Linked DNA regions of Sus scrofa: region 1 is linked to region 2. Evidence: chromatin contacts called from public promoter capture Hi-C data. All regions are on one chromosome and are shown on one strand. The core of a region is the stretch at or near the end of the contact, and the rest is flanking DNA. Distances in the headings are between cores, read along the strand shown.

Region 1 (4,280 bases), core at 193-2,692, 660 kb after region 2:
TCTTTAATCCACCTTGGTTAATTTTTTAATGTGGCATTTAGGTCCATCTTCACTCTTTCCAATAAATGGTTTTTTCAGCACCATTTACTGAAAAGACTGTCTTTATGCAAATCCACACTGTTTTGATTACTGTTGCTTTGATAAGTTTTTAATTCAGTGTGAGTCCCAAACTTTATTCTTTTTCAAGATAGTGACACCATGGGATCCTTAACCCCCTAGGTCACCAGGGAATTCCTCAAGACTGTTTTGGCTATTTGGAATCCATCCCTTGGAATTTCTTATGAATTTTAGGATAGATTTTTATATTTCTGTAAAAATACCATTGGGATTTTGATAGGCATTCCATTGAATCTGTAAATTGCTTTAGTATGAACAAGGGATGTCTATTTATGGCTTTAATTTCCTTCATCAACAATTTGCAGTTTCATTATACAAGTCCTTCTCTCCTTGGTTAATTCCTATGTATTTTATTTTTTAAGGTAATTTTATTTTATTTATTATTAATATTATTTTTGCCTTTTAGGGCTGCATCCATGGCATATGGAGGGTCCCAGGCTAGGAACTAATCAGAGCTACAGCTGCCAGCCTACACCACAGCCACAGCAACGCAGTATCCGAGCTGCATCTGCGACTGCATCTGCGACCTACACCACAGCTCAAACCAACGCTGGATCCTTAACCCACTGAGCGAGGCCAGGGATCGAACCCACAACCTCATGGTTCCTAGTCGGATTCGTTCTGCTGAGCCACTACGGGAACTCCTAAACAGTTCAGTCAATTCCTATACTATTCTGGAGGTTTTAAAAGGTTGAGAAATTTGCAGTCTACGGCCTTGGAGTTAATAAAAGGTTGAGTCTGAAATAAGACTCACGACTATGGGACACTAAGCTCCTGGAATTTCAACACAAAATGTCTCAATGTAATCCAGCCGACTGAAAATACCGTCTAGAGGGCGGACGCAGAACCAGAAAAGTGCTGCGATAACAGTAACTCCACGGGCCGTTTAGCCATTCGTAAAACAAACCAAGGTCTTTTACGCTCCCAGCACGATCAGCCACTGCACCCCGCATCCTCCACCATTCGCTGTAACAACGGGCAAAGCTTCTTGCAACTTCTGACCACGGTCTTAGAAACCAGTCTGGAGCTGCCGATCTACTGCTTCTCTGGAAACGAGGCCAGCGGAAGCACCACTCATCAACAAAACCGCACTTTACAGAAGTGTCTCTGTCCGCACAAGTTTTAAAGTTTCTGAGCCCTCCGGGGGCGGTGTCACTGATCTCGCGAGAAGACGGGTCCGCGGAAGGTACAAACTTCCCCCCTGCTTGCTCCGAGGTTTTGCCTACGCGATAAATTCCGGGGTGGGGGAGTGGCCTTGTGGTGCTGCCTCTAGTCGCTCAGAAATCACCCTCAGTTCTACAAGGAAAGCTAGGTCTCCGACTACTATGGAAGGGCAGCAAGGGCAAGAAAGCCCCGTAACCCTCGCACGTGCCCAGGTCATTTCAAGAAAGGCGAATATGCGGAGGCCGAAGCACTGTACTCCGCTTACATTCGCCAGTGCGCCTGTGCGGGCTCCGAGGGAGCGGCGCCCTGGAGGTAAATATCGCGAGATGTGGGGGTGCGGGGTCTCCGCTAGGTGGGAGTAGCCTGGGTTGTCTGATCTCACCACTCAAGGGTACCTCGGGCATTCGTTTAGTTTCCCGAAGGGCGGTGAAGGGAGTATCCTGGCCCGCGGCCCCTCGCGTTCCTCTGGGACACCCACCGGGGAGTCAGAGCACGGGGGTACCGGCTGCCTTTCAGCTTGAGTGTCTTCATTCCTTGTTACTCTGATCCGGTCTTAGAGCGGATAGCGCTTTTCCAGCTGTCATTTTAACAAGTGGGGTATCTGCGACCTGGTGAGGGCGCGATGCCACGGGTGCCACGCTCGCGCACAAAGTACCGCGACTTCAACCACAGCATCACAGCAGGTGTTTTGTTTTTCACTAATGAAAATAAATTTAGTATGGAAATAGTATAATGGACCTCCAGGTAGCCATCACTGGGCTTAAACATTAGTTCATCCCGGACATAATATTATGCATCCATGGATGTTTCAGGATACATTGTTAGATATTAAGGATTTACAAGGACCTAACCTCGGCATTGGTATCACATATCAAATATCAAATATCCAGCTTTAGAGCTTTCCTGATTGATCCGTAAAATTCTTGCTTTGTTGGTTTGTTTTTAGCTGTTGGTTCCAGTTGGGATGCACATCAAATTCACTGTATAGGGCTCGCCTTCGTTTTTCTGCCTTGCAGTTGATTTGGTGAGGAAACCGAATCATGTGTCCCCAGAGTTTCCCCTATTTCGGATTTGCAGTATTCATCCCCCGATGTCATTTAATAGGGCCCTCTGCCTCCTACATGGCTTGTGAGTTGGTAGTTAAATCCTGAGGTTGACCCAATTCAGATGCAGAGTTGTGGTGAGAGTACTGTTAGAAGTGGTGCTGTGTACTTCCAACAGAGAGCGTGGAATGCCTGTCTTTTTTGTGATGTTAGCAACCTCACCTGCTAATACCTGCTTTCCCAAAGAATCTCAGATTGATGCTTGAAGGTGTAACATTTGCTGTGCTCCAAGTTTTGCTGTGGTTGTTCTTGTTGATGGTGTTGAGTGGTCGGATGAGAAGAGAGAACAAGGAGGGTTTGAATGAACAGCTTTTGACAGTTTCGTGTTGTCTGCATTATCACTCTCCTTTTCCCTCAAGGATTTGACTTTTCTTGACAGGATGTCAGCTTGTCTTATTCCGTTTTTGTTTGTTGTTTTTTTTTTTTTTTTTTTTTTTTTTTTTTTTTTTTGGTCTTTTCTAGGGCCATACCTGAAGCATATAGAGGTTTCCAGGTTAGAGGTGGAATTGGAGCTGTAGCCGTCAGCCTACACCAGGGCCACAGCAACGTGGGATCCGAGTCGCATCTGTGACCTACACCACAGCTCAGGGCAATGCCGATCCTTAACCCCACTGAGCAAGGCCAGGGATCGAACCTGCAATCTCATGGTTCCTAGTCAGATTCATTAACCATTGAGCCACCACGGGAACTCCAGCTTGTCTTATTAGTATGTAGCTTGAGATTCTTCTCCTGTTTGTTAAACTTACATAGGATTAAAGAGAAAATTAAATGACTTTTTCATTTCAATAATACCCTAGAATAATAGTTAATAGAAGTTTTGAAACAAGCAGTAAAATAGTATCACCCCCTGCGCCCCCCCAAAAATTATAACATTTTCTTTTAATATCTAAAAGTGCAGCCTTAGCCATAAACCCAATTTCCAAAAAAGTTAGTAAGCATAGAAAATGTAGTTTTCAGCTCTTGTTTCGAGTTCTAGAAATAAACTTATCTAGTAAGTTTAAATTTTTTTAATTTAAAAATTTTTATTGAAGTGTATTTGCTGTTCAATATGATGTGTACAGTATAGTGCTTGACAGTTTTAAAGCTTATAGTCCATTTGCAGATATTATAAAATACTGGCTATTATAAAATTGTCTAAAATATTGGCCATGTTGTACAATATATTCTTGTAGCCTATTTTATACCTAATATTTTGTACCTCTCGGTCCCCTACCCTTGTGGCTCCCCTCCGCCTTTCCCTCTCCTCAGCGGTAACCATTGGCTTTTTTCTTCTGTGTCTGTGAGTCTGCGTCTTTTTTGTTATAGTCACTAGTGTATTTTTAGATTAATCGAGTAGATTTCAAAAAGGATTCATCCACAGCAGGTATATTGATGCCGTCTAGTCTTGTTATTTTTCCTCCTTGGTGCATCTCAGTCTGAGAGTACAAATTTCTTGGGCGGCAAATGTAATTTCCGGCCCTTACGAGCATTGGGGGAAAAATCGTATATGGTTTAGTAGAAGGTTGCTCAGCATGCCTCTATGAACCTTCTAATTTCCTTATGGTTCTGAAATTCTTCTAGGAGCTCAAGGATAAACTGAATTCAGTCATTTCAAATTTCTTCCTTAAATATATCTTTTAGAGATTGTTTATTTTTAAAATAAGGGTCACTGAATCATTTCGAAACAGTATTCGCGATCTTTGCATGCCTGCCACTCTGAATGGTTTGTAACATTTTCTTTTTTTTTTTTTTTGCTATTTCTTTGGGCCGCTCCCGCGGCATATGGAGGTTCCCAGGCTAGGGGTCGAATCGAGCTGTAGCCACCGGCCTACGCCAGAGCCACAGCAATGCGGGATCCGAGCCGCGTCTGCAACCTACACCACAGCTCACGCAACGCCGATCATTAACCCACTGAGC
Region 2 (4,244 bases), core at 1,182-3,681:
GAAAACCCCACTTAGAGGGGTTGAAGCACTCACCCAAGAGAGAGTCTAGGGCTGGTATGGTGCCTCATGTGCCATCAGGTTCCCAGCCTCTTTCGTCCTCAATGTGTAGACCCCAGTTGTGCCTCGTTGTCACAAGCCGGCTGCTGCTGCTCCAACATCTTATGTATCTCCTTTCTAGGCAGAAGACAGAAAAGGTACAAAGAACTTTCTCTTTGTAAGGTCTCTTTGCAAGAACCTCTGTATAGATGGCAGAATTAGGTCACATGGCACCTTCTAACTGTAAGGGAGGTTTAGAGCCTGAGTGCTTTACCTATGCAGCCTCTGTGACAGTAAAAGGCAAAGAGGAAGAGGCTGTGAATGGCTTTGGGGCAGCTCATCTACAGAGTCTGCCATACATTTCCTCTTATTTCAGTCACCTGTTTTCTCATTTAATTCACAGCAGTGCTATGAGTTAAAAGTTCTATTTTACCAATGAGAAAACCAAGGCCAAAGAGTACCCACTTTTTCATGCCCCACGTCTGGCACCACATCCACCTGGAAGAACCCCTGTCTGCCCCAACCCCTAGCTGAGCTGCTTACATGCCATTCCCCGTGCACCCTGGGCCTGCCCTCGTGTGGACAGCTCCACCTGTTCCCGAGTGGCATGTGAGCCCCGCAAGGGAGGCCTGTGTCTTCTGCATTCCCAGGGCCTGGCGAGGTCACAGGCTCAGAGCTGTGCCCAGGAGCGTTCGCCGAGTGACAAATGAGGTGGTAGCTCTGCTCAACCTGACTGCCAGCCCCATGAGGTGCCAAAGCATCACTGTAGAAGACAGAGACACATCAGCGGGTCCCCAGAAGACCCACCCCACCAGAAACCATGGCAGTGCTGGTGCACAGCGGCATGGCCAGAATTCAGATTAGACCCCCTGCTGGCTGTGGTGTCTCTAACTGACCGCACTGCCTCTGAGGTCCAGTGACGTCCCTGGGGGTGACTGAGGCCCGGAGCGCTCCTCCCAGGGCAGCAAGAAGGGGGACTATAAGCTCCTCCGCAATGTGGTTTGCGTTACCGCAGCTTCAGCCATGGAAGGGGCTCCTCGAGTCAGGCAGGAAGCAGAAAATATCAGATTTAGATTCCACATTCCATGCATTGTATACAATTATCCGCTGGAGCCACATAGGGGCACGTGGGACCCACAGAGGCAGAAAATGGGATTGTTCTCCGGGACAGGGTTACTCTTTCATGGGAACCAGTGGTATTCTTGGCCGGCGCCAGGTGTGCCAAGGCCCCCAGCGGTGTGCACTCTGGAATCCTGGGGCCTGCAAGGTATTGGCGACAGGCAGGCTACACATTAGAGCAACACAAACACACTGCTGGTCACTAGGACCCAGGCCCTGAGCTAAGCGTTTTGCAGGCAGTTGCAAAAGAGCTGGCGAACTCGTTGACCAGAGTTCCAAGGTGGTGCAGGTGGGGCGGGAGGCTGGTTCTTTGGGAAAATGCAGTCAAGCAGAAGCCCCTCCTGCTCCTGCCAGAGGGCAGGGAACAGCCCTGGGACTTGGGGTCAGAAGAAAGGAGGAGAGGGCACCTGGGAGAGAGATCTGCACCCAGAGAGGGGGTTCAGTAGCTCTCTAAGAAGGAAACTTGGGGTGACGAAGTCTGTCTCCTTGACTAAGCTTTAGATTCTTCTGTACCTTCTCTTAGCTGAGCCTGGACTTTGGTCCCTGCCCTGTCCTTGGCCAGCCCAGCCCAGTCTCAGGCAGAATCCTGCTCCCTCAGTTTAGAGAGAATCCCCACCCGGGATATCTGATCCCTCTGAACCAGCGCCTCCTCCCCCACCCCCTCTAAGCCCTTGGGCCTGCCTTCAGCAAGAAGCCCCTACCCGACCCTCACCTACTCCTGAGCCCTCTCCCCACTGACCCAGCTGCAGGAGTCTTGAAGAGCGTCTTCCTGTCTGTTTTAACAAGCCTCAGAACAAGGCCCCCTAAGTGAGGGAGAAGAAAGACCCCGAGTTCCCAGCAGCTTTTGCTGGACAGGCCCGGTTGGCCCCTGGAAGCTCACCCCTCACGGAGGGCTCTAATTTATCTGCCGGTTCTGTCACCTCATTGGAGCCTCCTAACATCTCTCTGAGCATCCCTGGGGCCGTGGCCGCCCATGCCCTGTTTCATCAAAGCTCAGAACGTCTGAAGCAGGGTCCTGGGCGCTCCGATGCTTGCACCTGGCGCTGTCACTAATAACGAGAGGCCCACACCAGGACGAGGACGTGCGTGCGAGCAGGACGGCTCGGACATAGGGTCGCGGGGGCCGCTCAGCTCCGGGGGCCCGCGGACGCCCTCCGCCCTCAGTCCCTGCGCAGAGGTCCAGCAAGGCCCGCAAACGCACCGGCCGAGCGCTGCGCGTCCGGCCCAGCGCGGTGGCCGCTAGGCGGCGGGCCGGGGCCGGGCCGGGCCGGGGCGGGCGGGGCGCGGGGCGGGGACGCGGCGACGCCGGCGCCTGCGGGTCCCGTGACCGCGCGCCCCGCCCGGAGCCTCGCCGTCATGCAGTCCCCGGCGGTGCTCGTCACCTCCAGGTGAGCCCGACCCCGCACCTGGCGCCGCGTCTCAGGCAGCGTGGAGTCGGGGGCTCGGGGGCCCGGGAGCCGCGGCCGGTTGCTCCCAGGGCGCGGGAGCCGGCAGAGGCAGCGGCTCCCGGGCTCCCGGTCTGCCGCCCAGGCTCCCCAGCGCGGGGGCCGTTGACCCGGGCTCGGCCCCTCCACCGCCCCGCGGGAGAAGCGGGCAGCTGCGAGTGCCCCCGTTTTACAGATGGGGAAACTGAGGCCTCCCCCCCCCCGCAAGGGCTAATGAACTCACCCAAGACCCACTGGAAGGACTGGACGGGCAGGTCCCGCGCAGGCGGGCAAAGAGGGAGGCTCACTTCTCCCCTTTCCTGTCCATCTGCCTTCATTTCTTTTCGGGAACCTAGTTTTGTATCTTTTCAGCGCTCATCGTGTGTACGGCCCAGTGCACGGCAGTGGGGACGGGGTGAACCGGGCAAGGCTGGGCCCAGCAGGGGAAACAAGGATGGAGGCAGACCGATGCTGAGACAGGGTCGTGGGTTCCGGTCGCCATGGGAACACAGGGCAGGGTGTAACCCCGGCTTCTGGGAGGCAGTGAATGAAGCCAGGCTCTGCTGGAGGAGTGGGCATGAACCAGGTGAGGGGGGAGAAGAGGAGGCGGCTGCTCCAACAGGTGGCTCAGACAAGTGCAGTTTGAGCAGAGGCCTTGGCAGGGTCCCTGGAGGCAGAGGATGCAGTGTGGGCCCACCCTGGTTCCGGGTGGAGGACTCAGCGCAGAACAGATCCTGGAAAGGCTGCGATGTCCGTGCTTTTACTTCCCCCCTTTCTAATATCTGTCTAGCCACTCACTGCAACTATTTTCATATACTCCACCCTGTTCCCTCTACACAAGATCTTGGACTAAGGCATCAGTCTCTTACACAAATGAGTGGTGTTTTTCCAGCTGCAGTCTGAACATCCCTGTGCCCTCAGGCTGGTCTAGAAAAGTACGATTCTTTAATCGAACCTTGATGTCAGCCCTTGCTTGGTGTCCTCTGCCTGGTTGCTGGTCATGTCCTCGTTGGCAGAAGCGTCCCTAGTGCCACACAGCTCACCCCCACCCCCTCTCGCTGAGTCTCAGTTTCCTTTTCTGCAAAAAGGGCGTTTGAGGTTGGCAGGTGTGAGCAGACCAATGAGGGTGTGACTTTGGCGCTGGGAGCTGGGGTAGCAGGTGGATGGCTTCCCTCACTGCCCCGCCTGCACGGGGCTTCTTCACAGATGCTGGGGCTGGTGGTGAAGGCCAGGTGAGTGGTTCTAGGATACAGCAGTGAACCCCTTTCCCAAACTTCCATGGGGCAGGTGGACAGTGGGTAAATGCGTGGTGTGTAGGGGGGGTAAATGGTGTGAAGGAAAATAAAGGGATGGGGAAAGAGTGTGCTAGGAGGAGGGCGTGGCGTGGGCTGGGAGGGTCTTTCTGAGAGAGTGGCGGGTGGGCAGGTGCCTGACAAACGAAAGGGCAATTTTAAGAAAGAATGTACTGGGCAGAGGGCACAGCAGGAGCCAAGGTTCTGGGGCAGAGGGGTGCTTGGGCCCCAGCGAGGAGGCCACTGTGGCCCGAGGGGAGTGAGGCAGGAAGAGTGTCGAGGGATGTGGCGCAGAGCTGGGGGCCTGGGGGCAGGGGACCGTCCAGATAGGCCTCCCCGGCTGAGGTGTCACAAAGGGCCGCTGTGCTGTGCT

Evidence for each region. Promoter capture Hi-C pulls out the DNA fragments that hold promoters and counts their contacts.
Region 1: a promoter capture Hi-C map of liver shows a contact between it and region 2, with 7 times the contacts expected there. The contact joins the promoter of TTC32 here to the promoter of HS1BP3 in region 2. A contact is called at or near these places in 1 of 5 promoter capture datasets (liver), 6 of 47 Hi-C or Micro-C datasets (alveolar macrophages, embryonic fibroblasts, heart right ventricle and 2 more) and 2 of 2 datasets of contacts at active chromatin or transcription factors (alveolar macrophages and skeletal muscle).

Annotation. Positions count from the first base shown.
Region 1 is chr3:118,271,671-118,275,950 of Sscrofa11.1, forward strand. It overlaps TTC32 (tetratricopeptide repeat protein 32), which reads left to right and starts at 1,443. Exons shown (of 4, transcript XM_003125338.3): 1 at 1,443-1,491; 2 at 1,494-1,593. The coding sequence starts at 1,443. WDR35 (WD repeat-containing protein 35) reads left to right here. Exons shown (of 29, transcript XM_021087811.1): 27 at 1-1,593.
Region 2 is chr3:117,606,556-117,610,799 of Sscrofa11.1, forward strand. It overlaps HS1BP3 (HCLS1-binding protein 3), which reads left to right and starts at 2,432. Exons shown (of 7, transcript XM_003354913.5): 1 at 2,432-2,543. The coding sequence starts at 2,512. It overlaps LOC102157748 (a long non-coding RNA gene), which reads right to left and starts at 2,370. Exons shown (of 4, transcript XR_002342833.1): 1 at 2,036-2,370; 2 at 580-799; 3 at 34-174.